Regions from separate parts of the Mus musculus genome. Here all the other regions are linked to region 6. The links are chromatin contacts, called in public promoter capture Hi-C maps. All regions are on one chromosome and are shown on one strand. The core of a region is the stretch at or near the end of the contact, and the rest is flanking DNA. Distances in the headings are between cores, read along the strand shown.

What was found. Promoter capture Hi-C pulls out the DNA fragments that hold promoters and counts their contacts. Capture Hi-C pulls out chosen DNA fragments and counts their contacts.
Region 1: a promoter capture Hi-C map of liver shows a contact between it and region 6, with 4 times the contacts expected there. The contact joins the promoter of Zfp456 here to the promoter of Zfp369 in region 6. A contact is called at or near these places in 1 of 39 promoter capture datasets (pre-B cells), 1 of 115 datasets of contacts at active chromatin or transcription factors (thymic regulatory T cells) and 2 of 9 other capture datasets (adipose tissue and liver).
Region 2: a promoter capture Hi-C map of pre-B cells shows a contact between it and region 6, with 9 times the contacts expected there. The contact joins the promoter of Zfp87 here to the promoter of Zfp369 in region 6. A contact is called at or near these places in 4 of 39 promoter capture datasets (hippocampal neurons, liver and pre-B cells), 2 of 484 Hi-C or Micro-C datasets (B cells and pre-B cells) and 1 of 115 datasets of contacts at active chromatin or transcription factors (double positive thymocytes).
Region 3: a promoter capture Hi-C map of pre-B cells shows a contact between it and region 6, with 6 times the contacts expected there. The contact joins the promoter of Zfp874b here to the promoter of Zfp369 in region 6. A contact is called at or near these places in 4 of 39 promoter capture datasets (hippocampal neurons, liver and pre-B cells), 1 of 484 Hi-C or Micro-C datasets (CD4 T cells), 1 of 115 datasets of contacts at active chromatin or transcription factors (regulatory T cell precursor) and 2 of 9 other capture datasets (adipose tissue and liver).
Region 4: a promoter capture Hi-C map of adipose tissue shows a contact between it and region 6, with 3 times the contacts expected there. The contact joins the promoter of Zfp457 here to the promoter of Zfp369 in region 6. A contact is called at or near these places in 1 of 484 Hi-C or Micro-C datasets (uterus), 1 of 115 datasets of contacts at active chromatin or transcription factors (thymic regulatory T cells) and 2 of 9 other capture datasets (adipose tissue and liver).
Region 5: a contact with region 6 is called in a promoter capture Hi-C map of liver, with 5 times the contacts expected there. The contact joins the promoter of Zfp429 here to the promoter of Zfp369 in region 6. A contact is called at or near these places in 4 of 39 promoter capture datasets (hippocampal neurons, liver and pre-B cells).
Region 7: a promoter capture Hi-C map of pre-B cells shows a contact between it and region 6, with 4 times the contacts expected there. The contact joins the promoter of Zfp595 here to the promoter of Zfp369 in region 6. A contact is called at or near these places in 4 of 39 promoter capture datasets (hippocampal neurons, liver and pre-B cells) and 2 of 484 Hi-C or Micro-C datasets (B cells and CD4 T cells).

The regions. Positions count from the first base shown.
Region 1 is chr13:67,373,911-67,377,219 of GRCm38.p6, forward strand. Zfp456 (zinc finger protein 456) reads right to left here and starts at 1,853. Exons shown (of 4, transcript NM_001001186.3): 1 at 1,780-1,853.
Region 2 is chr13:67,524,479-67,527,693 of GRCm38.p6, forward strand. Zfp87 (zinc finger protein 87) reads right to left here and starts at 1,753. Exons shown (of 4, transcript NM_133228.3): 1 at 1,599-1,753. The coding sequence starts at 1,604.
Region 3 is chr13:67,482,477-67,485,979 of GRCm38.p6, forward strand. Zfp874b (zinc finger protein 874b) reads right to left here and starts at 1,777. Exons shown (of 4, transcript NM_001076791.2): 1 at 1,665-1,777. The coding sequence starts at 1,670.
Region 4 is chr13:67,304,275-67,307,661 of GRCm38.p6, forward strand. Zfp457 (zinc finger protein 457) reads right to left here and starts at 2,138. Exons shown (of 4, transcript NM_001003666.2): 1 at 2,076-2,138. The coding sequence starts at 2,081.
Region 5 is chr13:67,398,391-67,401,921 of GRCm38.p6, forward strand. Zfp429 (zinc finger protein 429) reads right to left here and starts at 1,377. Exons shown (of 4, transcript NM_001080941.1): 1 at 1,306-1,377. The coding sequence starts at 1,341.
Region 6 is chr13:65,277,107-65,280,245 of GRCm38.p6, forward strand. It overlaps Zfp369 (zinc finger protein 369), which reads left to right and starts at 1,748. Exons shown (of 8, transcript NM_178364.5): 1 at 1,748-1,881; 2 at 2,155-2,234. The coding sequence starts at 1,866.
Region 7 is chr13:67,331,077-67,334,355 of GRCm38.p6, forward strand. Zfp595 (zinc finger protein 595) reads right to left here and starts at 1,484. Exons shown (of 5, transcript NM_177622.3): 1 at 1,391-1,484. The coding sequence starts at 1,396.

The DNA.
Region 1 (3,309 bases), core at 603-3,102, 2.1 Mb after region 6:
GGGAAAAATAAATTGAAAGGTCTTGAAACCTTCTGTACAGCTAGTAGAGAAAGATCCTGTCTTTACAAGTATGAAAAAGCAGATTACACTTTTTTTAATGTTTGCATCACCAAGGCCACGGGAAAACCAGCAATGTGGAGAATGGCAGGAGCCCAGAGCAGAGCAAAGACCAAAACAACTCTCTGTGAGAGAATCAGAGCATGCTCACAATGGAGAATTAACTGCGGGGCTCACTCCCTATGTTGGCCAGCACTGGCTTCCTCCATTCTGCATGGGCAAGTGTCTGCTGTCTTGAGTACAATCTCCTGTGAGACCCTGGGGGTGGAGGTCCGGGGACCTGTAAACAGGATACCGTTTTGTGGGGATTATAGCCAGTACAATTAACAGCAAACATTGCAGGGGAATCAGAGACTTGCAAAATTCACTTTCAATGGGAAAGAAATGCAAATAATGTCTGACCTGAGGCAGGAACACTTCCACCCATTAACAATTACTACATATTCTTCCAATAACCAGGAGCTCGATGGTTACATTCCACTCAATGGAAATCAATCCTAGAGGAACTCTAGAGCAACAGAAAGGACAGCGCAGATGTTTTAAGAACTCTTGCATCTCCTGACAGTGACAATCAGAGATATATTTTCAGAGAGTCGGGCAAATCTAAAGATTAGCAGGACATTGATGGGAAGTAAACATGAGAGAGAGGCAAAGAGAACGATGGATTCCTGATCAGGTTCCAAACAATACAGACTCCCCATTCCCTACCAGCCTGTCTATACTACACAGTGCTTAAAATACATACAACACAGATCACGAAGCAGCAACTCCTAGGTTGTGCCAAGAGTCAAAGAGTCTCTGTGTGTGGAGTGAGGATTAAAGTCAGGAGAGGCAGGAAAAAAAAAATGCAGAGCCAAGAAATAGACTTGGGAGGACTGCTGGTCAATACCACGAGCAGCCAGCAGCCTCGAGTTTATTTTTCACCGCCCTTTTATACCTCATATTACTATGGGAAGCAAAGCTACAAGATAACAGAAACAATGGCAGAAATACACACAATATTCATAAACTTCTTCAACAAGTCCAAGCCCGAATAATGTCATGTTGACCGGAACCATTGTGGGTCAAGCGGACATTCTCTCTTTTTTAAAAATTTTCAACTGTAAAGTAGGGATGGAGGTCCTGTCAAAAGTTTAGAAAACACAGCCCTCAAGGTGAAACATTGTGTGAGCTCCTCTAGATCCCACTCTGCCTTGTAGACAGTCAGACCTCAAGGCCATTGCTATAAGCTGGCTACAGAGTACACGGGGACCAGAAACCCTTTTACTCTAAAGACACAAAGGACTCTGGCAGCATCCAGGTCAGAGTGGGGCAGCCAGGGATGCGCGTTTCCAGCAATGCAGGTCTGTGAGCTCTGGCACTCTCTCAGGAGCAGGTAGTCAGCTCATCACCATTAGTTTGCAATCTAGTCCCCCACTACCAAGCTGCTCCAGTGTACCAGAGAACCAAGGCAGACTCGGGCTGCTCTCGGTGTTCTAAAGGAAACCTTCACTCAGGACACAATCCCAAAAGGCCAGTCCCCTCACTCCAAAACTGCAGCTTCAGCGGTCCCAGCCAGTTCAGCACAGCCAGTCCTGGCAGCTGCTTCCGCCCTCCCACCTAGCCCACAAACGCTCCCTCTAAGACAGAACCCTGCTCCTGGCACCCAACACCAGTCTACACTTCTTCCTGAACCAACCTCGTTGACACAGAGCCCCAGGCTACGCTGCTGACTGGACCAACCTTCTTGTCAGAGACAACTGGAATAGATAGCCGAATATCATTTCCGCCCAACTTTGAGGAAGAGGCACAAGTACAGACTTGAAGTCAGAAGGGTATTTCCTAGAAGGCTCCCAGTGGTCACAGTGGTGCGGACTACATCTCCCAGAAGTCTGTGCGACGGAAATCCCAGAACCCAGGTTAGGTGACTTCTACTGTTTGGAGAGTTATGTGGATGGTAACCCACAGTGGAAGGTGCAAGGAGGAAGCCTTATGTGCAGAAATGCTATGGGTAATGCGATTGGTTTCGGATCCCAGAACCACAACGGAGATGTACGGATATGAGTCGAGCCTTTGACAGAAACATATGGCTTACAAGTCATTTCTAGTTGTAATTTTAATATTACTTCTTCTTGGAAAAAAAAAAAGTTGACTTAGTGGTTCCTTAAAATAACAAAGCAATACAGTAACCAGCGTGGGAAGGAAAAGTAACTTTATGAAATAATTTCCTGATGCTAGTTTATTATTTCAAGAATTTGGTATTTCAGGACCCACTTTTCATAATTCCTTGAGTAAAGTCCCAGAATTACCTATAAAATGAGTCATGTTACTTTTCCTTTTTCACCACTTCATGACATCAGGAATTTATGTATTAATGCAGTATTTTGTTATAATTGTGTGAGTTAGCTTTGAATAGTGAGTGGACTCAGCCCTGGGAAAGGCTAATTCCCCCCTCTCTCAGCCATTCTTAGGTGCCCATACATCTTTGTCTACCCAGGAGACTCCCCCTGCAGGAACCATGAGCCATTGTCATTGCTCAGTCAGTCATGTTTAAGGGTGCAGCTTCCCTTCACTCTCTAAGCTGCTCGACCTCACAGCCGACCTCCTGGACCTCTGACTCTCATAATCGATCTGCCCCTATCCAGAAACAGTCCTTGATGACTATATGCAGAAAATGTGGTATAGATGCATGTATTGGGTCTGGACACAGATTACAGTTCTCTGCATTTGGGTAAGTTTCAGGTTTTTTTTAACGTTCTCTGTGCTGCAGCAAGAAGTACTTTGAGGAGCAGTAAGAGTTTCACGTATGTATAGACCTTAGGAAAAGTCTTCAGAATGCAGTTAAACTTATGATGGTTTAGAAAGGTGGCATTAGCCTGTCCTCCAGGATGCAAGACCTAACAAGCCATGGGTGGCAGCCCATGCTTCTATCCATGATGTATGTCTACTTGATCAACCTTTAAGTCCAATTATACTACTGCTAATGTCAAGATGTGATTGGCACTGTGGCACCTTAGGGATATCACGCCATATGGGACGTTTCTGTGGTCCACTGCCACAGAACTAGCTAACAGCTAACTAGGATCATTACTGCTTCTCTCATTTGGAAGCTTGCAAGGCAGCTTCTATCACTATGATAACTGGTCCTTAGCTGGGAGACCTTCCTGTCAGGTACAGCTGTAATCCTCTGAGTCTTGTGTCTGAAGTGTTAGGTGATTTCATTGCAGGAAGGAGGGTATAGCTATCGGTCATAAGGCTTTAAGACAACTTAAA
Region 2 (3,215 bases), core at 503-3,002, 2.2 Mb after region 6:
TCATCTTGAGTAATCTATAATATGGAAGATGACCTTGAAGTCCTAATCCCCCGCCTTCACTTCACAATGCAGAGATAACAAGGATGCTCCAAGAAGAGGCTTCAGTTTTGGTTTGGTTTGGTTTCTTTCAATCACAGGTGTGTTTAAAGTATATATACTGGAAAGGTCTGTAAGTTACAGGACAGCATGCCTCTGCTTCATGCCTACTTCTTAGGAAACCACTTTTGGTTCACAAGGTAGTGTACTCTTCCCACTTTAGATAATGGAAAACACAATGCTGTTCTTGTCCTGTAGGCCAGTGACATTAACTAGGAAGTCTCTGTCTTTTACATAACAGTTACATAGTCCACAGAAATATTCATACTGAAGGTGGCTTAAAACCCATGTTCCTTATGAATAATAGGCTTTAATGCCACACAAACACTTGATTTGACTTAAAGTGTTGTGAACTACAAAACTATACAAGAGACAGGCCAAGGAGTCTATTATGGGCAAGGGACCCTAACTGAGCAAAAGCTCTTCAAATTCACCTTTCAATCTTTCTGACGTGGATAAACTGGCAAATGTTCAGGGAGCAACAGGGAACCTGAGTGCCACAGTCGGGGCAGTGATAGAGTAGTTGTTAAGGGAGGTTTAGATGTGCAGTGTCCAGAGATAGAAGAGAAGCTCACAATTGAAGAGCAACGTAAACACTGTTAGGTATTCAAGGTCACTTCTCCTCCCCAGGGACACTCAAGTCCTTTCCCCGAAGTCACTAATAATCTCCAGGCCATCTCTCTGCTCCCATCACCCCCTCATTTGTTTCAGAAAAGGAGTCCAAGCTTCTGACATTACACAATCTCTGACATAAGTGGATACGGTATTTTCTAGTATTTTACTCTACAATGTAGGATCAATAATATCCTGAATAAGCCTTCTCCTTTAGAACATTAGACTGTCTCTACATGTGAGTGTTAAGTGTGAAGATATAGATCACGGAGGTGGCCATGAAATATTCTCATTCAAAACAACACACCAAAAAAAACCTAACAATTTATTCCAAAGAGAATGGTACTAACATCCTATACACCAACCTCCTTAGCAGAACTCTGTCCCTGGAAACGAGGAGCAGCTATTAACTCAAACCAAGAATATTAGGCTGGCCATAAATAGGAGGTGCCAGATCTCCACTCGATCTAGAAGTTCTGAGAAATCTGACCACAGTCAAGTGGCCAAGTGATCACAGCCAACAGACTTCCTAAGGCAAGCAGGAATGTGGGCTCCCATTTACACCTCTGGCGCAAGGAGAGGGCCGGCCCACCCTGCGGGGGGGCAATACTGAACCTTCCACCATTCCACATTTCTGTGCTACAGAGCCAGCTCTCCCACCCCAGAAGCGTATACAGCCGCGTCCTAACAAAGCTTTCACTCACAGCGCCACCCCCATACTGCTCTCCCCACCCAGATTTGCATCCAGGCTCAGTTGGCCCAGCTTAGGTCAGCAGCACAGCATCACCAACTCGGCTTCTCCCTGCCTCTGGTCCACCTCGGCTCCGCTCCCTCCAAGCTGGACCACTCCCCTGCACATTCCCTCAGGCTGCACTGCTCCCTGGACCAACCTCCATGTCAGAGATCCGATCGAGAGCGAGGAGCAGGACACAGCACCGCTAACTTAGGGGAAGACAAACGTCTGCAGACGGGATGCGGAAGTGCGGTTCGCAGAGCGGCTGCTTGTGACGTCACAGAGGGCACGACTACATTTCCCAGAGTTCTGTGTTCTCCCTACTGACAGCGGAGGAGGGTGGAAAGAAAGGAGAGGTGTCAGCACTGGGACAAAAGCCCACAGTCAGGCTGCTTTAAAAGTTCCGGTTGTAAAACGGACGTGCTAGAACATCCGTTGAGGCTTTGATAGGAGGGGTTATTAGTTGTATCTGGTCAAACTGTAGTTTAAAAACTCGTCTACTAATTATAAAATTGGAACCTGCACCAAAAGTTGACAATCATTTAATTGTACTTTAAAATAAGGAAACAAGAGGCTAAAGTGGAGTGAGTGCTATTACTTAGAGATGCTTTTTGACATCAACTTCGGTGTTTAAAATGAAAGGATTACAAATCCAAAGCGTTCTAGGCACTTTACAGAGACCTTGTCTCAAAATACAAAGTACAAAACTAGCAAAGGGGGTAGACTACGTGCCTAGAATGAAGGAAGACTTAATTTAATGCTCAACTTGTACATACTCCATTTTTCCATGTGTGCTGACAAGCCTGTGAGCATACATGCATTAGACTCCACAGCTGGGAAAACAAACAAAAACACTTTCCTGTGAGCACTGGAATCCATACAGTGAAGGAGGTAGGTCAGAGACATAGACGTTAAAAAAAAAAAATCTCTGAACGAGGTTATAAGTACTACCCTCACATTTACATGTGAAGACTTTCCAGAATCCATTGGTGGATCCTTGATCTCTCCATTTGTCCCTTGCTTACACTTTCATTCATTAATCTGCATAAGAACTTTAATTTTATGAGAACTATACCAGAACATCACCCACGTCTCCCTGGTTCACCACAAACAGAGAAGTGTTTAACAGCAGGTGGTCTCTGAGCCTGTGAGTATCTCTTCTGCTTCTCTCCCAAGGAGGGCACAGTTCTTAGCATTGTACGGACTTCTGGTCCATCATCCATTGTAGAATTTCTCTCTGCATTAGGCATGGGGTATCTTGCTCTGTAGACCAGGCTTGCATTGGACTCAAAGATCCCCCTGATTCTGCTTCCCAAGTGCGGGGATTAAAGGCATGTGCTACCACTATCCATGGTATTTTTATCACTGTGGAGAACTCAACTTCTCTTTTCCTACTTAGTTCTCCTTGCAGTGATTAAGCATGTGTTGTAACCTCCGAATTGCTGATACTAGAGAGATACTTTAGTGTTGTGCACAGTTTGTCTCTGCATTTTTTGCTCCCACCCCCCACCCCCCTGGCCAGAAGCTCCCATCTTCCCTCTAGCCCTAGACAAGTATGCTACACAGACAGCTGGTTTCTGTGCTGTGTCCTCCTGCAGCAGCCTGAAACTCCCTCCCCCCACCTCTAGCATTAGAATGGCACTACCCATAAAACTCCCCCTTAATGAGGACATTCTGAGGAGACATCCTCCCTGCCTTTGTGTCTCTAAAAACCAACACTCCTGCTGAGGAACTGCAGAACTCCAGGTGCCTGTCCTTGAGACCTTAGAGAAAT
Region 3 (3,503 bases), core at 527-3,026, 2.2 Mb after region 6:
TCAGAGTATCCTGTGATGGCATTGTTCTGCCTCCCTTTGGGAGCCTTAGTGTGAGGATTCAGTTCAGAGTGGTAGACATTTTGTTATGAAGTTGAAAACCAGAAGCTAACATTGAGATGTTGAAGGAAAAAAAAAATTTTCACAGCAGGGCCAGACTTCCAGTCTCTCAGATAGGAGAGAACAGAGAAGCCACAATATCTGAAAGCCCAGAGAATTTATTGTAAATACAGATGTTTGGTTCAACAGGTTTGTCAGTCAGGACAGACAGCTCATTCACAAAATCCACAAATCTGAACTGTACATTTACGAAAGAGTTTGACCAAGGGTCAGGAACTGAAACAGGCAGTGTGTGTGCAATCTTACAGTGAGGGCACCTCTGGTGTCCTTTGTTAACACCTTGTGACAGATTTTACAATCCCATGCTTTACAACCTCTAAGGTTCCTAACCCTGGAGGCAATTTTTTAAAATCTGTCTTTCTTAGGAAGATTTTAATTAATCCTCCATTGAGAAACAGCTCAAGCCGGGCGTGGTGGCGCACGGCTTTAATCCCAGCACTCGGGAGGCAGAGGCAGGCGGATTTCTGAGTTCGAGGCCAGCCTGGTCTACAAAGTGAGCTCCAGGACAGCCAGGGCTATACAGAGAAACCCTGTCTCGAAAAAACCAAAAAAAAAAAAAAAAAAAAAAAGAGAAACAGCTCAATATCCTTTTAGCAAACATGGGTGTCAAGCTACTTTCAAGTGAGGAACTGAACAGCCTCCATGAGGGATTCCTATTCCAAGTGAATCTTCTTTAAATCCACAATTCATTTCAAAGAAAGTGGGATAAATATCACGTACACCAATGCTCCCTTCAGGACTCTGACCCTGGAACCTAGCAAGTTCTGTCACCTCAAAGCAAGACAAGAATAACTGCATGTGCGATGAATTAAAGACTAGCTCCATTTCCAACTGAGCGTTGTACAACACAGCAACAAAAACAAACAGCAAACAATAGTAACCGGACATGCATTCTGCTTTTTTTAATCTCTCTTAGCTGTGCTTGCTCAGAAAACAAACAAAAAATATAATGCCTTATGAAGCAGACCATCCCAAGTTGAGACAACTGTGTTTTGTGACTTAAAGAATTCCAACCCCTGTCTACCCTTTTGCAGCAGTTCTCAAACTGGCAAAGGAGATTGTGGCTCTAAATAAAGCAGTTTTGTTTCGTTGGTTTGTTTTTTACCTTTTAATTCCTAGTTTTATTTGGTGATCTTTCTCAGTGGTCCTGAACTCCGTAACAGACAGCCATAAAGTACAGAAAGGACCAGATCTCCTCTTATCTAAACATACTGAGCGATCCAGTAACATCCACGTGAGAGTGACCCAGCTAATACTTCCACCAGAAAGCTGGAAAGTGAACGCCCAGAATCACCATGACCAGGCAAAGACCTTCACCCAGCCAACATTGCCTAGGCAATCCTTGAACTTACAAGCTTCTCCATTCCTTGAATTCTGTCGGTCTAAACAGAGGTCAGTCCCACTAACCCCCGCAGCGCCCTCTCACCAGCCCTGTCCAGAAAGCTCCTCCAAATCAGCTCCTCCCAGCTTCCATTCCACCCGGTCCCTGTTCCCTCCGGACCTATGCACCCCGCACAGACCCTGGGGTGACTGAACCCTGGACCAACCTCCATGTCAGAGATCCAACGGGAGAGCACAGCAGGACCAGAGTCTGGCCCAGCTTTGGATAAGAGCCGCACATGCTTACCAAAAGCTGAACTCTTGTTTACCAAAGTACCGATCTGTGACGTCACCGTGCTACAGACTACATTTCCCACAAGTCTGTGCGATGGCGTTGCAGGAGTCTTAGGAGAGTGAGTTGTACTACAAAATGGTCCTGGATTTCTGCATTGATGTCTGTCACCTAGTTAGTGTCGCCTAGTTAAGAAGCATGGAGGCCACGAACTGAGCCCAGTTCTAACGAGCCGAGTGCATTCCTCAGTTTCTGTGGTCCAGCTTAAAGGGGCAGAGGATTTTCTTGGCAAAGTTCTTAATTTCTTCATTTCCGGTGAAATTTACAGCTATTTGAGGAAACTGCCTCAAGGCTTTGGCTTAATACCCAGTACTGCACATACTTAAGTGAGCCGCGTTCTCCTGTATTGACACCCTGTGTGAATATTTGTCAGTGTACTGAGTTACCAAGATGGTAAGAGATAGAGACACTCCAGGATGTGATAAGCTTTAGCAAAAGCCGCCGGGGAATCAGCTTCTGATGGACTGACAGCCAATGTGTCGGGTTTACCAGGATTGTTTTATAACTGAGGTTATGCTAAGCTTTTGATATTCCCAAAGAAGACAATGCCATGGATTTTAGGTAACAATCACGGATTATTTACAGGAGATCACCACAAGGCTTAAGCGCCATCACTCTGGATGCCCTGTGCAATGGCTCTTCTAGAAATCAACTACAAGCCGTACACAGATCACAAGCCACTGCAGGAAATCGTTTTCATGTGAATATTGGAATCCATTCGTGTCGGAGGTTAGTCAAGAGAAACAGACTAAATCATCGAACAATTTTATTTATTTATTTAGATTTTTCGAGACAGGGTTTCTCTGTTTAGACCTGGCTGTCCTGGAACTCACTTTGTAGACCAGGCTGGCCTCAAACTCAGAAATCTGCCTGCCTCTGCCTCCGGAGTATCGAACAATTTTAAAGTCCTCCTCTCTGTTGTTTATCAGTAAAGATCGCCCAGATCCATCGCAGATCCTTTGTCCATATTTTCAACCTTTAGCTTATGTAAGTGTTGTGGGTTGTCCTGATGTTGTTTGAATTTTCATGTTAATTCTGCATCCTCAAGAGGGGTGGCCCCCGGGAGAGTGGTGGATCAAGTACTCAGGTGCTCTCCTGTGAATCTTCTCCCCATTTACTGGTCAATAAAAGCAAAAGCCTGTGATTGGGCCGTGGAGAGGAAAGGTGAGAGAGGAGATCTTGGAGAGCGAGAGATGGGGAGGGAGAGATGACAGGAGAGGAGGAAGCAGCAGCTAAGATGGAGCTGAACCACGTGACCAGGAGAAACTGCAGATAACCAACGGTCTCCTAGCTGGGGATAAGTTAGTATAGTTCTGCCAATCTAGGTTTATTGCTTATAAATATAATAACTGGATTGTATGTGTTTTTGTACGGGACTATTGGAGTTGAAGATTACTGTTACATGTAAGAAAGTTAGTTTTAGTGAGTCTCAGAAATATTTCTCTTAGTTACTGTACCTCACTTTGGAACTTGGCCTTTACATGAACCTGATGAACAGAAGTCTGTAAGATTCTCTGAATAATCTGAAGCACAAAGTGGAACTCAGTGATTTTGCTTCATATGGATCTGATTTGCGTTTGCTTACTCCTCAGCCATCTACTTATCTTTCACATTTACATGTATTCTTGTGTTCAAAACCATGTTTTACGGCATGTATGGCCAGCAAGCTTCCATAATAGTTCATTTCCTGTCCCTGGCCATCTTGTTTGCAATC
Region 4 (3,387 bases), core at 888-3,387, 2.0 Mb after region 6:
GTTTGATTTTAAATACATATAAATAAATATTTGGTGCCTGTAAGTTATATGTGACGATGCTCATGTACTCTTTCTATATTATAAGGACTGTGTTTTGTTGCACAAGGCAGCACACAATTCCCAATTGATAAACTGTTATATGTAACATTAACTAGGAAGTGTCTATTTATTCTAGATATGGTTGCAAACTCATTGAAAATTCCAGTAGCTAGGACAAGGTGGTCTGAAGCCCATGCTTCCTGACAGTAGACTTGAATGCTGTAGGTCAGGCTCCAGCTCTGGCTCACAAACACTTGGTTTGACTGAAGAGTGATAATATAAGCAAGATCCCCTGAGATAGGGGGAGCGGCTGTGGAGGAGAAATCTTGAAACACACACACACACACACACACACACACACACACACACACACACACACACACACACTAAAATCTGTGTGTATTCTGTGAATGCAAAACTCTTGTAAGGAGTCTGTGGGTGCAGAGTCTGATGGCCCACGTGTAAGTTCACCGAGGGGCAGAGCCTGGAATTCTGCAGGTTCAGGGTTAGCTGTCTTACCTTGGGCTGGTTTTACCTTCAGGGTCAGTCCTTGCCTCACTCTATAGTGGACCACATAGCTTATGACAATAGATAAAAACCTCCCAGAATCCACTGACAAGGGAGAACATAAGTTTCTATGAATCCAAAAGCTAAAATCTCAGCAGATGGTATCTTAGGTGAATAGAATATCTCCCATATATCGTAGTACATGCTTCTATCGACTCACACCAAAGTATTTTAAATTTTCCTTGGTTAATGACATTCTTTGTTCTGTAAAACCATGAAACTGATTCCATGTTGGAGCATAGAATTTGGATTAAAGTAAATCTGTGTTCTCAGATCAAGGCTATTCAAATGGCTCTGGACTAAACTATTCTCTTAACCCTTCAGGAGGAGAACTATGCATAGACAGGAACCTATGTGAAAAATCATTAGACCCCAAATGTATAACAGCTTTCCAAATTTATATTCCAGCTGTTCCAAAGCAGTTGAAAAACTTGGGGAATTCTTCCTAAAACTATTAAAGGTGCCTCAGTAAACCTGAATGTCACATTGAGGGACAGAAAATTTAATATTTAAGACAGTTAAATTTAGGACAGTTCAGACGCTGCTGACAATGTGAAGAGACAGAAGAAAATCATGTGATAAGAAAACATAGTACAATGTACAGAGCCTGGCAGATTAGAGAGCAATGTACAGAGCCTGGCAGATTAGAGAACAATTTACAGAGCCTGGCAGATGAGCAGAGCCATTTTCCTCTTCCCTTTCAGACTTTCCAGCCCCACCCAGCAATCTCTCATCACACCAAGTCGTCTCTCATCTGAAAAGAAGTCCAAATTTGGACAGAACACATACTCAGAACCGTTGAGGTACTGCTGTCTAGCGATTTTAATTTGATGTGCAAAATCCATAATTATCTGGATTGGGCAAACATAGGTTCATACCAATTACAAGATTATTCTGTGGCTACATAGCCATGTATTGTGATGATTCAAGTCACAGAGATGTCTATTGGAAATTCCCACTCTAACCAAGGCATCCATAAATCTAACAATTCATTCCAAAGGAAAAGTAACTAACAACCCACACAACAATCACCGTCACAGGACTCTCTGTCCCTAGACACTAGGACCTTTGGGAAGCTGTGTGAGCTCAAACCAGGAGTAATCTCTAGGACATAAAGTATATGGGGCGCTAGATGTCCACGTGTTCTGTATGTCCTAAGAATCTGACAACCACCACAGGAGAACCCGTCAGCTAGGCAGAGCACGTTTCCCCAGCAAAGATGCGTGAGCTCCCGTCAGCATCTCAGGCACAGGCAGTGAGCAGACCCTGCCTGCCCTTGCCATCCTGCTGTTTCCAACCTTCTCCTCTTCAAACCTGTGCCCAGGGACAGTGGCCCAGCCTAGGTCAGCACAGCACCTCAAGGTCAGCAGCTTCCTGTCTCACAAGCCCAAGTTGGCACTCTCTGTGCCCTATCCGCCACCCTGCACAGTCCTTCAGATCTGCAAGATGGTGCTGTTCCCTGCACCAACCTCCATGGCAGAAATCCAAATGCAGCGCTCAACAGGACAGCTGCACAAATTTGAGAAGAAGCGAAGTTTGAAGAAAGAATACGGAATTTTGTTGCTGACAGCTCTTTCTGATGACGTCACAGGCGATGGGACTACATTTCCCACAAGTCAGTTGGAAGGACTTCCGGGAACCCACTGAAGAGCTTTTGTACACTGCCTGGATTACAGTCCACTGAGAGCAGCTGCACATGGGCATGCACATGGAATTTGGGCTCTTTTAAAATCCTTGGTCATGGCACGAAATGTTTGCCTGTAAGATGAGCCTTTCACAGTAATCACGTTCATCACGTTTCCATGTTATCTCTGCTACAACTCTGATCTATGTATAGAATCATTCACGAATGAAAAATTCATGCTTTCATGATCTGCTTTATTTAAGAATGTGGAAGCAGGAAGTTAATGTAGGAGTGAGCATTATCTCTTTACGATTCTATTGAAACCATCTTAGTCGCTTAAGATAGAAGAATTGGAGATCAAATCTAGTCACCAGCAGATGTTTTCTTAGTACAGGCTTTCCTGTCTCCCAAGGGGAGGGGCAGAGTTCCTGGGATCACAATGGTGTGTGTACTGACTGTCGAGCCATTGTGCACTTACAGGATTTCCCTTTGCCTTAGGTTTGATGTTTCTTATTGATTTTCCTGTCTCTGCACTGATCCTGTCATCGGTCATATTTGAAAATATTTGAACATTAGTGTTATCTGTCTTGAACTTCCCTCCCTTCTAAATAGAACACTTGAGTGTTTTCTCCTTGAATACAAAGGTATCAGATATATGTTCATATTACTGTCAAATAAGTCACTGTAATAAAGAAGTTACACTGGAAACATGCAGGATTGAGAATCCCTACCTTTTCATGGGAAGGTTTATTCCTGTGTAGTTCATACTTGAGTCAAAGTTACAAACTCCATTACAGAAAAGGCTTCATACTTCCCGGAATCCTAATGATCCAAAAGGAACCCGTTTCAGCGCAAAGACTGTGCAGAGTCCCTATTCTTTTTCAGGAGTATGTTTATCCAGAGATGCAGATCATTTGCTCACTCAGAGAAACTAGAGGCAAGGAGCAGTACGTGTGTGTACCTGTGCTTGATTGGCAAGCATCATGACTGGTCTGTCCTCCTCCTGAATGCTGCAGTGAAGGGCATTGTCAGAAGCCACAAAAGTTATTATTTCTCAGCATAGCTAGTTTTCCAATATGTGTTATGTGTTGAGGTCTGGTCTGTTGCTATGTATGTAATGCTAAATTCTATACCCGAAGATCTAAGCCTACCACAGA
Region 5 (3,531 bases), core at 127-2,626, 2.1 Mb after region 6:
TTTTCAGAGAGTCGGGCAGATCTAAAGATTAACAGGACATTGATGGGAAGTAAACATGAGAGAGAGGCAAAGAGAACGATGGATTCCTGATCAGGTTCCAAACAATACAGACTCCCCATTCCCTACCAGCCTGTCTATACTACACAGTGCTTAAAATACATACAACACAGATCATGAAGCAGCAACTCCTAGGTTGTGCCAAGTGTCAAAGAGTCTCTGAGTGTGGAGTGAGGATTAAAGACAGGAGAGGCCGAAAAAAGATGCAGAGCCAAGAAATAGACTTGGGAGGACTGCTGGTCAATACCACAGCAGCCTCAAGTTTATTATTCACCGCCCTTTTATACCTCATATTACCATGGGCAGCAAAGCTACAAGATAACAGAAACACTGGCAGAAATATACACAATGTTCATAAACTTCTTCAACAAGTCCAAGCCCTGATAATGTCATGTTGACCGGAACCATTGTGGGCCAAGCGGACATTATCTCTTTTTTTAAAACTCTCAACTGTAAAGTAGGGATGGAGGTCCTTTCAAAAGTTTAGAAAATACAGCCCTCAAGGTGAAACATGATGTGAGCTCGTCTCGATCCCACTCTGCCTTGTAGACATTCCTGCCAGTGTATCCACTCCATGCGTTTCTTCAACCCTAGTCCAAGATTTTCAGTGCATTCAGGCAGATCTGTTGGCAGTGTCCCAGAATTCCCCTAAACGACACCTGTAGTACCTCGGATTTTTCCTCTCTTAATTCTTTACTGGCAGAGAAAAGTGAACACAGTCAGACCTCAAGGCCATTGCTATAAGCTGGCTACAGAGTACACGGGGACCAGAAACCCTTTTACTCTAAAGACACAAAGGACTCTGGCAGCATCCAGGTGAGATGGGGGCAGCCAGGAATGCGCGTTTCCAGCAATGCAGGTCTGTGGGCTCTGGCACTCTCTCAGGAGCAGGTAGTCAGCTCATCACCATTAGTTTGCAATCTAGTCCCCCACTACCAAGCTGCTCCAGTGTACCAGAGAACCAAGGCAGACTCGGGCTGCTCTCGGTGTTCTAAAGGAAACCTTCACTCAGGACACAATCCCAAAAGGCCAGTCCCCTCACTCCAAAACTGCAGCCTCAGCGGTCCCAGCCAGTTCAGCACAGCAAGTCCTGGCAGCTGCTTCCGCCCTCCCACCCAGCCCAGAAGCGCTCCCTCCAAGACAGAGCCCTGCTCTGGCACCCACCCCAGTCTATGCTGCTTCCTTGAACCAACCTCCCTGACACAGACCCCGCACAGAGCCCCAAGCAACGCTGCTGACTGGACCAACCTTCTTGTCAGAGACAACTGGAATAGATAGCCGCATAGGATTTCCGCCCAACTTTGAGGAAGAGGCACAAGTACAAACCTGAAGTCAGAAGGGGATTTCCTGGAAGGCTCCCAGTGGTCACAGCGGTGCGGACTACATCTCCCAGAAGTCTGTGCGAAGGAAATCCCAGAACCCAGGGTGGGTGACTTCTACTGTTTGGAGAGGTACGTGGATGGTAACACAAAGTAGAAGGTTGAAGGAGGAAGCCTTTTCTGCAGAAAAGCTATGGGTAATGCGACCCCATTTGGTTTCGGACCCCAGAACCACATCGGAGATGTACGGATATGAGTCGAGCCTTTGACAGAAACATATGGCTTACAAGTCATTTCTAGTTGTAAGTTTAATATTACTACTTCTTGAAAAAAACAAAAAAACAAAAAACGTTGACTTAGTAGTTCGTTAAAATAACAAAGCAATACACTAACCTACGTGGGAAGGAAACGTAACTTTATAAAAGGATGTTTGAAACCAACCTTGGTGTGCCTGACTATGCTCCTAGCTCCTCAGTAACTTTTGACAAATGGACTTGCGGTACAAAGCTGGCTTGGTTTCTGCCCCAACAAACTTGTATACTGTTGTTTGTGTTTCTACTTTTCGAATATATAGAAATAATTCCTCCAGGGCATTGCTAATATTACATATACAGGAACACATGCTGTTTGAGCAGGCCAAGGAGGTTGACTCTGAAGATAAAATTTGACATTCCCAAGCCACACCCAAGCAAGTGTCTATCTAACATTCCTCTAAATCTCTTGTCCCGAGTTAATGCCCCAGACTCTCAGACATTGGAAAGGAGATCAACAAGCAGCCCAAGGAGGCATTGATTAAAACCAGCTAACAGGCTACCTATGTCCAACAGAGACTACTACTGTTGATCTGTTGGTAGAAAGGTGTCTGTAATAAAAGCAGGTCACACATCCAGTCATTTCTCCAACTTGTTGTATGTAGTTGAGACATAAATGCAAAGGCTTTGAGTTGTACTGTAGAAACAAGAGTATACAGAGCACAAACATTTTAAATTGGTATCCACCCTCACCTGCAACTAGGATTTCTTTCTGAGAGCCCTCAGAAATCAGTGTACATGGGACTGCTCACAAAACAGCCAGGGGATCACATGGAGTCAATGCCTTGGCCATTCCTTAGATCCTGTGAACTAAAGGCAGGTACTAAAACATCAGCTGCAGTGGAGTCTACTCCACTGTGGAACACAGACCCAAAGTAGCCTCTAAGAGTACAGAAGCATAGACTATGGGTGCTGAAATAAACACTGGAACCTTACAGATTAATTCCCATAATGACCTCAACCGAATGGAACCAGTCTCTGCACTCTCACTACTAATTCAATCCTGTGGTTATACTCAGAGAACCTGATAATTTGCTGTATGTAGGTGTATTTGTGCCCCCATGTTTATTGCTCTTTATTCCCAACAGTAAACAACCAGAATCAACATAGATATCCATGAAAATATTAATGGAAAACAATTTGGTAAATATAAATATTTATTACAGAGAGAGAGAGAGAGAGAGAGAGAGATGCTCTTTGGATCTAAGATACTGTAATCACAAATTTTACTAAGAAATGGACTGACATAGTATGTATGATATTGATATTACTTAGTTTTATAAAGGTAAACACTGCATGTTCTTCTAGGTGTTTAATCTAGACAGTACTATATGTATATATGTGAAGAAATTTTCATGTGGGTACAGTATATTGCAGGCATAATGTTATTGTACGCTGTGTAAAGATTATCCTTGTATTATTCAAATCCTGATTTCTCAGCCCCCATATATGGTTGTAATCCAGACATGACATTGTAGTGCTTATTTTAAGTATCTCCCCTCTCAAGTGTGTGCAAACATTATTCCCCACTTATTATCTGACTTGTTAATAAAAGCTGATCAGCCAATGGTTAGGCAAAAGAGAGAATAGGGCGGGACTTCTGTTAGACAAAGGAAGAATAGAGGACAGGCCAGGAGGAAGCAGTCCAGGAGAGACATCATGGAAAAACACCTGAATCCCAGAGAGCAACATCAAAACTAAAATACAAGTATCTCAGGGTTTTTGGGCAGGGAGGTAGCCAGATTACCTTAGAGGATTCGAATAGATTAACTGCCCAGTTATTGTGTTATAAAGCTTATCACATAAACCTTAAATTCTCTATTGGATTCATTTGGGATCTAGCT
Region 6 (3,139 bases), core at 498-2,997:
ACCCACATCCTCTTGATGTGTATCGTACAAATGAATCCCTGTGTGTGATCAAGCCAGCTCAGTCAGTCAACAGGGTCTCAAGGGAGGGAGTGAGGATTGAAAAGAAAAAGACAATTAGACTTAATACCACTCAAACCTGTGCAGAGGCTGAAGTGGGTTTATTTTTCTCCAGTCTGTTTTTATGCCATTCTAAGTACATGCAGAGAATAAGGTCAGTTTTCAGTCAAGGAACAAACAAGGCAATAAACAAGGTCCCGTGGTATTCAGGGACTTACAAGATGATCAAGATCTTGAGCCTACTTTCTTGTCCTAGCCCAAAGTCAAATTCTTGCCTGAGCCTACTTCTGTGTTCTAGTCTAATGTCAAATTTCTGCCAAATTCCTAGAAGCTGCCCTAAGAGCTCTCCATATGCATGGATATTTACAGTTAGCCTCCCTGGGACTGAGGGTAATTTTAATTCTCCTCATACATCTCTGATCCTCCGTGTCCCTTTGTAACTGGTCTTTGCTACTTTGTCGGTTCTCTTTTTCCTCCCATTATTATCCTTACCCCCCTTTCTACCCCCTAACACTAGACAGGAAAGGAACAAGAGTAGAGGGGAGAGAGTGATTAGGAAGATCCCCGAATCTGATTTCTTTTCTCTTGCTTCTCCTTTGGCCTCAGCTACTAACAAACTACAACCAACCTCCTCCCTATACAACCAACAACTGGCCCACCCCAGCCCCCAGCCTATCGGGCTCTAACATTTATATACCCTCTGAAAAGTTCCCAGAGTTCCAAATATAACACAATTACCAAAACTCTGCTGCAGACAGAACCGCGATTCTGCTAGAGCACAAGGCAAATAAATCATGGTCAGTTGCTTCAGGCAGTCGGAAGCAGCCCTACGTCCCTATACCCGGAATCAAAATAAAAGCACCTTCTTATAATATTTGGTTTTTTTTTTTTTCAAGAAACCAAAATTCTAGAATTTTCACTACATCCCTTCCTCTGCTGGGGAAAACTGGAGAGGACATTTAGTGTAGCCTACCATATCCTTCAAGTCCACCAGGTCTCCACACTTACCACCTAAACGTTGTAAGACCATACAACCCTGCCTAAACCATACAACCCTGCTCACTCTACAGATCTGGACGCAAACGCCTGTCCTCTCATAGAAACGAGTAAAATTTTAATTCCAATGCCTAATGGCTTTCTGTTTCTACGGTTTAGTCCTTTCTTCCTCTCCCTTTAAGGACACCGCTGAAACTACAGCACGATTGCATTCTTTTCTCCTTCCCCTAAGGAAACTCGGTTAAATGACTTTGTCTTCTCTTGCCTTCGACCCACAGCCAGTCCCCATCCGGGTCCCTCCCCTCTACACTAGTCGAGCTGTGTATTCTGTGTGTCCCCTCCTTCCGCCCTCCTTCCGCCCTCCTTACTCTGCTACAAGGCGAGCATCCCCCAGCCGATCTAACACCAGCACTTCTTCCGGTTTGTCCAAGTTCATTTGCTCCTGTTAGTGGGTTCGACTCCCTCCTAGTCTCGGTCTCTGTCCACGGAGATGCTTAGCATCTTAGTAGCCTCCTTCAAAGGCTTCATCCTAGTTCTTTAGCAGCCAGTAGCAGACGCTTACGGACTTCGGCTTAGCCTGCCAACAGGAAGGACGCCAACAGATTGCCGCCGCTCGACGTCCGCGGGGGCGCCTGGGAGTTGTAGTCCGGACCAGCGAGCCGACTCAGGGGCTAGACCGACAGGCAAGAGCCATTGTGTTTATCGCAAGCACTCGTAACGCTGCGTGAAAGCCCGTCGGGGACAACTCCTATCTTCTGTTTCATTTGCAGCCTCCGGAGTCCAGTGTCGGCTTCGTTAGTGGCTCCACTTCTATGGACCCCGGAGAAGGTGTGTAGTCGTGGGTCCGGATCCTGAGGAGGCATCCCGTTCTAGATGGGGAACACGGTTTAAGAAAACCGACCGCATTCTGGATTGGAGGACATCAACCATCCCCTCTCGGTTAGAGGGGAACCTGTTTTGTAAGCTTATGGGAGTCGGGGAGAGGACTCACTGGGCACTTGGCAATTTTGGGGCGGACTGGTTATGTCCTGCAGAGGTCGGAATATGGGCAGAAGTGGGGGAGCCACTGGGCACATTCCTTAGTGCCTCTTCCACCTTCAGGACGATCAGCATTCTGCCTCCTACCGCTAGAGAACACTGAGGACAGTATGGCTTCCACGCTTCCAACAACCTGGCCCCATGTGAGTAAAGGCTTCTTTTCAGCTTTTGTGACGGCTCAGGGGCCGGCTAGTGGTGAGATGTTTGCTCTCAAATACCCTAGAGTTACGGGAGGAGTTGAAGGACTGCCCAAGAGGGGGGTTAGAATAGAAGAAACAAACAAACCGATTTCTGAACTGGAACTGGCAAGCCAGATTGAGGCAAGCCAGATTGAAGCTTTTCAATTCAAAAACAAAAAATGTTTCTATTACATTTATTTTGTGTGTGGGTATGCACATGTGTGCTATTGCCTGCTTGTGGGCACCTTTCCGGATTGCTACCCTTCTTTCAACATGAGTCCTGGAGATCAATCAAACTCAGGCTTGGTAGCCTTTACCCACTGAGCCATCTCACCAGTCCTTTTCAACTTTTTTTTTTTTTTTTTTTAAAGCTGGGGATCTGGCCAGGCTTTGGTGGCACAAGCCTTTAATCCCAGCACTTGGGAGGCAGAGGCAGGCCCGATTTCTGAGTTTGAGGCCAGCCTGGTCTACAGAGTGAGTTCCAGGACAGCCAGGGCTATACAGAGAAACCCTATCTCGACAGAACAACAACAACAACAACAAAAGCTGGGGATCTGGTTGAGAGAAACTGACAGGTGTTAGAAGATAAGAGGCTCATGTTTAGTTTTCAGCAGCTACTTTAAAGAAGTGATAATTCAAAAACAAGAAAAGAGGTATAGATGGGAGCCAACAGTCCTATCCCCTGGTTAGTGAGAAATGAACAGGTTTTCATAGACCACAGTCTCACTTGTCCCCTGATTAGTGTCAGACCGATTTGCTCAAGGATTCAGACAAAGGAACATGAGATAAGTAAAATGTAGCTGGGTCATCTTGCTCAGCCTTTCTATTTTTCTGACACCATGGAAGAGGAAAACCTGCGGCTGAACTGC
Region 7 (3,279 bases), core at 234-2,733, 2.1 Mb after region 6:
TTACAGCCCATTTGTAAGTTTTCATAATTAGAAGATGTCAATTGGATGGATTTCTATCAGGGCACTGGTGCTCAGAACTGAGACCAACCAGAAGTAATTACCACGTAGAAAAAGAAAAGCTATGTTCTAAGAATCTTTTTAAAACACATGGTCTCATGTAGCCTAGGCTCACTTTGAGTTGGCTATAAAGGAGACGATGATTTTGATTCTCTGGATTCCTGACTCCTCCCCAAAAAGCAGAAGTGACAGAAATGTGTCATAGAATTACACTTAAGTTCTCTTTTCTGTCATAGAGCTGTTTAATTAAAAATATATATGAACATAAGGTGCCTATAAATTGTATATGAGCACAATGCTGTACTCTCTCTACTTTGTAAGGAACATGTTTTGATGTACAAGGCAGCATTGCGATTCCGACTTCATATACTGTTATTTTTTTTTTCTACAGATTAGCAAAGTTAACGAGGAAATGTCTGTTATCCTAGGTATGGTTAGAAACTCATTGAAAATCCCAGTAGATAGGACAAGGTGGTCTGAAGCCCATGATTTCTGGGAGTAGACTTGAATGCCACGAGCCAGGCTCTGGCTCACTAACCCTTGGTTTGACTGAAAAGTGACAATATAAGCAAGATCACCTGAGATAGGGGGGAGGGCTGTGGTGGAGAAACCCTGAAAAAAACAAACACACACACACACACACACACACATCAACTCATCTTTTATATTTGAAAAGGAGTCCAAATTTTGGACAGAACACTTATTAAGAGGATTATTGTCTAACGATTTTTAAGCAGAAGGGCAAATTCCATATTTGGGCAAACACTGGTTCATACCAGTTACAAAATTACTCTGTGTCTATGTAGCCATGTATTGTGATGATTCAGGTATAGGATTGTACCTTCAGAATTCTTTTCAACTCGAGGCATCCATAAATCCAACAATTCATTGCAAAGGAAAAGAAACTAACATTCCATAAAACAATCACCCTCACAGGTCTCTCTGTCCCTGGACATCAAGAACTTTAGGAAGATTTGTGAGATCAAACTGGAGTAGTGGACGGGATATAAAGTTTAGTAGGCACTAGACGTCCACGTGTTCTGTATGTCCCGAGAATCTGACTACAGCTATGTAGGCACAGGCAGAGCACGTTTCCCCAGTAAAGATGAGTGCGCTCCCTTCAGCATCTCAGGCAGAGGCAGTCAGCAGACCCAGCCTGCCCTTGCCATCCTGTTGTTTCCAACCTTCTCCCCTTCAAACCTGTGCCCAGGGGCAGTGGCCCAGCCTAGGTCAGCACAGCATCTCCAGGTCAGCTCAAATCATCTTCAGCGCCCGACCAGCCACCCTGCACAGTCCCTCAGATCTGCAAGATGGCGCTGTTCCCTGCACCAACCTCCATGTCAGAGATCCAAACGCAGTGCTCAACAGGACAGACGCCTAACTTTGGGGAGAAGCTTAAGTTTGAAAATCAAATGCGGAAGTTTGATAAGAACAGCCAGCCTTTTGGTGACGTCAACGTGGTAGGGACTACATTTCCCACAAGTCAGTGCGAAGAACTTCCAGGAACCCACAGAACTAGTTTGTTGTCCGCCAGAATTCCTGCCACCCGTGAGTAGGTTAAGTTAGGAATAAACAAGGATCTGCAGATGGGCAGACACGGGCATTTGGACTCTTAAAGTCCGGTGGTCGCAGCACCCTATGTTAGCCTGTGCATCGAACCTTTTACAGTGATGTTTACCACGTTTCCTAGTTATTTCTGCTAGGACGCTGTGGTTTTAAAGGAATTTAAAGTATTTTACTACCATATGGAAAATTCATCAGTTACTTAAAAATATGGAAGCTAATTTAGGACTGAGCATTATCTCTTGAAGATGCTCTTGAAACCATCCTTGGTGACCCTGATTGTCTTGCAGCATCTCAGGTGGTTAAGAGAAACAAATTAAAATTCAAAGCTAATTACCACCAGGTGGTTTCTGAGCACTGCTTTCCTCCCCTGCATCTCTCCCAAGGGGAAGGGGGCAGGCAGACAGAGCTCTTGGGATCACAGAGGTATATGTACAGAGAGACAGGAAAATTAATAAGGAACATCAAAACCTAACACAGGAAATTCTATAGTGCACAGTGGACCAAGGCTAGGCCACTATCCCTGGGCACAGGTTTGAAGGGGAAAAGGTTGGAAACAACAGGATGGCAAGCGTCCTTGGTCCATTGTGCACTATAGGATTTCCTTTGTTAGGTTTGATGTTCCTTATTAATTTTCCTGTGTCTCTGATGATCCTGTCATCATTCATATTTCACCATATTTGAACATCAGTGGTATCTGCCTTGAACTTCCCACATTTCTCTGAAGCAGAACATCAAGATAACTCCTTCTTGAATACAAAGGTATCAGAAATGTGTTCATATAACTGTCAAATGATATCACTGTATTAAAGAAGTTACACTGGAAACATGGAGTATTGAGAATTCCCATCTCTTCTTTGGAAGGCTTATTCTTGTGCAGTTCATGCTTGAGTCAAAGTTACAAACCCCATTGCTAGCTCCCTGGGAGCAGTAGTATGCTAGCAGCCTTCAGATGAACATGTAGAACTCTCAGCTCCTCCTGTACCATGCGTGCCTGGATGCTGCCATGTTCCCTCCTTATTATTGGACTGAACCTCTGAACCTGTAAGCCAGCCCCAATTAAATGTTGTCTTTTATAAGACTTGCCTTGGTTGTGGTGTCTGTTCACAGCTCTAAAACCCTAAGACAACTAGGCTATGTACTATTTACTGAACTAAGACAGGAGTTGGTACCAGGAGTGGGGTATTGTTGTGATAGGCATGACCACGCATTTGTCTGGAAGAATGTGGATTTGGGGACTTTGGATTGGGAAGCAGTAGAATGCTTCAAATGGGGCTGAAGGGGCTATCCTAGAAAGAATATGAAAGACTTTGTTGCTGATAGTGATGTGGCCTACAGACAGTTTTTGTGGTATTTTGGTGAAGAATGTGGCTGCTTTTTGTCCTTGTCTGATGAGTCTACCTGAGTCTAAGGTAAAGAGATTTATATTAATTGTATTGACAAAAGAAGTCTGAAAATAGCCCAGTAGAGACTTTGTTCTCTGGTTAAGTTTCATGAAGAGCATTTTGAACAAGCTTAGCAAGCATAGGAAAAACAAATAAAATATATGGTTCAAGTCTTAAAGGGACACCAAGAAGTGAAATGGAGCTGAATCCTATGTTCTTGAAAATAACAGCTTGAAGAATTTTGGGACAAGATTCCATCCAGCTAAGTTTAGAT